Linked DNA regions of Rattus norvegicus: region 2 is linked to region 1. A link is a contact called in public Hi-C data. All regions are on one chromosome and are shown on one strand. The core of a region is the stretch at or near the end of the contact, and the rest is flanking DNA. Distances in the headings are between cores, read along the strand shown. Region 1 holds the start of Dusp6 (dual specificity phosphatase 6). Region 2 has its middle 96 kb from the start of Dusp6.

The links. Hi-C and Micro-C count contacts between places; a contact is called where the count stands out from the background.
Region 2: a contact with region 1 is called in a Hi-C map of liver, with 5 times the contacts expected there. The contact joins the enhancer-like site here to the promoter of Dusp6 in region 1. A contact is called at or near these places in 4 of 12 Hi-C or Micro-C datasets (hepatocytes, kidney and liver).

What each region holds. Positions count from the first base shown.
Region 1 is chr7:35,978,319-35,980,874 of GRCr8, forward strand. Dusp6 (dual specificity phosphatase 6) reads left to right here and starts at 1,286. Exons shown (of 3, transcript NM_053883.3): 1 at 1,286-2,118. The coding sequence starts at 1,719.
Region 2 is chr7:36,074,694-36,077,249 of GRCr8, forward strand. No RefSeq gene overlaps it. Among named protein-coding and RNA genes, the nearest start is that of Dusp6, 96 kb to the left of the region's middle. Within about 2 kb of position 1,273, at least 8 of the 93 cell types and tissues checked have an H3K27ac peak or open chromatin away from gene starts, as enhancers often do. A contact at or near this core is called in hepatocytes and liver, where this site is marked.

The sequences.
Region 1 (2,556 bases), core at 36-2,535:
TCTTTCCGACTCTAGGTCTCTCCCTAGGGGACAGTTCCGTGACGGCCTTACATTCGATCACGGGGTCGCCGCGTGTCCTCCCCCTCCCCCTCCCCAGAGCAGCGGTGCTGCGGCCAAAGCGCAGCGCGCAAGCGCGTTTGGAGTTGCTAGAGTGCTCCATGCGGAGCTCGGGAACCGCTGCAGCCGAGAAAGGTTAGGGGACTGGCCTCGCTGCCCACAGTAGCCAGTTCCCTCAGGCTTAAAGGTCTTGCGGAGGACTCCCCCCACGTCTCCGGGTTGCAGGGAGCGTTGGTGAGGCCCGGTGTCCCAGGCGCCTAACCTAGGCTGCCTTGCCAGACCGGTTCCTCTTAGAAGCCAAACTCTGCTTCTGACCCCAAATCGTTAAAGGAGCTCGTCTCTCCAGGCTCGATGGGTGACCGGTGGGGGTGGGGAGCAAGATCTCCGGAGCAATGGCTCAGAATGCCTCCACCCCACCGGAGCATAAGAAAAGTGTAGGGCTAGCTGACAAGGTTTTTCCTGCTCGCCCCCCCCCCCGAAAGTTGAGAAAACTCGGGATTGGGGTGCTTCTGGTTTTCTGGACAACCAAACGCTTGTTTGCTTAGCTGCTTTAAAATGTTTCAACAAAACACTAGTTTGTTTCTAGAGATGTTGGATTAGCATTTAACACTTCGTTGGGTCGCTAAAGCCCAGGCAGTTCACCAGCCCCAACACAGCCTCGGCTAAAAGGACTTCAGAACAAACAGAACTAGACTTTTAAAAGAGCCAAACAAATGCCACACACGATCTAAAGGAGGACCGGGGTGGTGGTGAGGGAGAAGGAGCGGGCTAGGATCTAGCGTTAAAGGGAATAAAAAAAGGGGTGGGGGACCCTCACGTTTTATTAAGGCTAACTTGAGATAGTAAGAGTAGCGAATAAGGGCTTTTGTGCTTGCTAATTGCACTACTGGTGCGCAAGAGTTAGACGCGAAGTGTGAACTCTCAACAGAAGGAAACACGAGACAACTTTAGTGCCCTGGTTTATGTGCCCTGCTCCTCCTCCACCGCCGCCTCCTCTTCTTTCTCCTTCCTCCCGCCGAGCCCGCAGTTGCAGCTTGTTTGCACTGGGGCTTATCCGGAGCGGAAATTCCTTTCCGTTTTTGTGAATGACAAACTCATTAACAATTCATCAACACAACCTGTTCCAGCCGGCCCGTCCCCACGGCAACAGCCCCTTCCGCAGCGCGCTCATTGGCTGGCCGAGAGAATGTATCCATTGAGACGCTGGCTGTTTGTATCCATTGAGGAGCTGCCTGGCACAGGGGGTGTGCTCTCGCGGAGTCCTAGGGACTGCGAGCAAACCCAGTCTTGAATAATCCGGCGAGAAACACGGGGTTGGATCTGAGGTGCAGCCTCAGAGGGATTAGGAGCTGCTAGACTTTTTTCTTTTTTCCTTTTTCTCCTCTCAGTGGCACGGAGTCCGAATTAATTGGATTTCATTCACTGGGTAGGAACAAAACTGGGCACTTTCATTCAGAGAGATTCATTGACTCTGAGAGTGATCTGGTGCAGAGGGACCACCGGCTTGGCTTCTGTCGCCTTCCCTAACCGCTAGCTTCGGCTTGGGAAAGGCCGAATCAAACCCGGCTCCGAGAGCCGGAGCTTCTCACGGCGTGCTTGGCCTATGCCTGCCTCGAGGGGCGTCTGCTAGGCACCCCGCCTTCTCCTGCAGCTCGACCCCCATGATAGATACGCTCAGACCCGTGCCCTTCGCGTCGGAAATGGCGATCAGCAAGACGGTGGCGTGGCTCAACGAGCAGCTGGAGCTGGGCAACGAACAGCTGCTGCTGATGGACTGCCGACCGCAGGAGCTGTACGAGTCGTCGCACATCGAATCTGCCATCAACGTGGCCATCCCGGGCATCATGCTGCGGCGTCTGCAGAAGGGCAACCTGCCGGTGCGCGCGCTATTCACGCGCTGCGAGGACCGGGACCGCTTTACCAGGCGCTGCGGCACCGACACCGTGGTGCTCTACGACGAGAACAGCAGCGACTGGAATGAGAACACAGGTGGAGAGTCGGTCCTCGGGCTGCTGCTCAAGAAACTCAAAGACGAGGGCTGCCGGGCGTTCTACCTTGAAGGTATGTTGTGCGCCCCGGCGCTCGGAGCTAGGGCTGCAGGCTGGGGAACTGCGGGCGAGGTAGCGATCGCCTCTCGCATTGCGCTTAAGGGAGCTGGGCCAGCGTGGTAGCTTCTTTTTTAAGGGTTCTTTATAATCCGGCACCTCCACCTTCCTCTCGCTTTCTTCTGGGTTGGTTTAGACTTAAGATTCAGAAGAGCTGGAAATGTAGTTCAGGGTGCAGCTTGACACCTCCTAGCTCCTCGAAATACTAAGTAATTTTGTGCATTTCCGGAATCAGAAGAATAAACGCTCCCTGGGTAGGCAGATGGTTGTATTCTTAAAGATGCACATTGAAGTGTGTTTTTACTACTGCAGTGGGGTTCATAGGTCGCCTGACCGTAGTGTCTCCTGCACCTCCTGTGCCTCTCACAAGCTGAAAATTACTACAGCTTCTCAG
Region 2 (2,556 bases), core at 23-2,522, 96 kb after region 1:
TGTGGAAACAGGTTATTTTTATGGTAACTAAAGTTCAACAGATGAACAAAAAGTTGTCATTCAGTTCTCGGGAGGAGTGATTATGCCATTTCAAAGCCAACAACCCATGCATCCCTTGGGAATGTCTATCATTCAAATGTCTTCCCAGTTCTTCCAAGAACACAAGGATGAGCAGCCTTTGCCATTTCTGTGCAGCTAGAAACAGAGGGTGTAGGAAGAGACCCTGGGAAAGACTTGTCTCAATTTTCTTTCCTTTTTCTGGGCATCCATTTAACAAAGCCTTTTTTTTTTATTTAAAAATTAAAAAAAATTTTTTTATGATTCCCTCAAGGTCAGATCACTTCCATTCTCAGTGTTTGTGACCTGTGAACCTAGAGGCCCCGATGTAGTAAAATCTCACCCAGTGCTTTGCTAATGATTGGGTGAAAGGTCAGTTGTTTGTAATATGCCTTAATCGACGAATATAATAGCACTAAACCACCTAATAATGAGATGCTTGAAGCGGGCTCTTTGATATGTCTGCTTTCTTTTCATATGCACATAAACTATTCAAAAACAGCAATTTGATGAACTTCTTTTAGATCATTGCTAACATTTTCAATGACTTATATAGGGTAAAGTATTGACCTATTTTCTTTTGGAAATCAACCTTACACAAAAGCTTTCTGTCACTGTGAAATACAAAGTCTATAGACATAAAAATAGTCTAACAAAATTCCCTTTTTTTTTCAAAATGTCACCGTTATTAAAGAAAGTATTTTCTGGGTGGGGTAAAATGACTATCTATATATAATTAAGGAACATTATCATCACTATAATCAACATCCTCACCATCCCCAACAGTAAAAGATAAAATAAAATAAAAGTCTTCTGAACTAATACTCTGGAAATATCCTTATGTTTTCTTTAAAGGCACTGGAAATGCCAAGGACTTATTAAATATATACTATAGTATATATTTATATTATATATAGTACTATAGCAGTGCAAGAGTTATTTGTGATATAGCTCCTTGGCAAATGGATCAGAAATAATTCCTTCATATTAAAAATGTGGTTTATTTGATGGTTAGGTTTTGTGGCTTTGCAGAGTTCTGAAGAAGTCTCAGCATTACGATAGTGAGGCTGACATTAAATGGTCAGCTTTGTCACAACTATAGTTGTCTATAAGTCAGATCCCTCCCGTGAGATGGTGAAACAGCTGAATAGTAGCATAGTAGCTGAGCAAGTGTTTAGTGGCTCAGTACCCAGAAAGGTAAGCTGTAGGCTGAGAGTTCTATCAGGCTAACAAATAAAGGGGTTGGATACAGGCCCTGAGATGAAAGGTTGAGAGGCAGGGTTTAAACAGCAACTTGACATGGAACCCACGCACACGTCTATCAGAGATGCACTCTTGTGCAACGCTTCCGGTCATAGCTCGTCATAAACAAGGCCTACTCATGGAAGGACAGCACTCTATGTCAACCGGCATTTCCTTTTTATTTTTACATTTTTACTTTGAAAAATCATAATGTATATGGACAATTATAGAGCATAGGTTACCCTTCTAGATCATTCCTTTCAATACTAAATAAAATTATAGACTTTGTAAGTACCTCTTTTTGTGCCTGCCAGAACCTAAGTCTTTGTAAATCAATAGTTTTATATGGTATCTAGTTTCCATATAAGACATGCTCCCTAAATATTTAGGACCTCTCTCAATATCTACCTAATATCTGTTCTGCTTTAGTAGAAACCTCTTCTTAGTATTTTTTTATTGATATAAGATCTATAGATATACATGATAAAGTATGGTGTTTTACATGTGTATATATAGAGGAATTTGAACTCAGGCTATTCATATATCTACCACCTTAAATGTCTATCATTTGTAGTAAATACATCTAAATCCTATCTCTCAGTTATTTTAAAGTAAGTAATGTATCATTTTAAATTTTTTCTTCCCTGCTATGTATGTGTGTATTCTCTCATATGTACTTTAAAATCTATAATACCACAACAGAAATGTTTCTATTCCCTTCTTTTTAAAATTTTCACTGTCATAATATTTGAAATGCTGTCCATGTCTCTAACTATTCAAGAAGACACCTTACATTCATCTGCTTATCCTTTCCTCTGAGATTCAGGAGTGGATTTTTATTATACTAAGTTAGAACTAGTAACTTCTATGTTTCTGATTGCCCTTCTAAAGTGGCACGTCATGGTGACACACAATATTTCATAAACAAACTAACATTCAACCTTGGCAACTGTAATCATGAAGACAATTTGTGAATCTACCCAGCCCTGTTTTCTTCTGCCATGACGCCTATCTGTGTGTATCTAATTTGGAAACCAAAGATCACAACAGCCCTTACGCAATAACTCTCTGGTTAATTTTTTTCCCATAAGACAGAGTTTCTCTGTGTAATAGTCTTGGTTGTCCTGGAACTTGCTTTGTAGACCAGGCTAGCCTGGAACTCAGAGATCTGCATGCCTCTGCCCCCTGAGTACTGGGATTAAAGGGGAGTGTACCACCACACCAAACTGATAATTTCTGATTAATTTTCAAAAAAGA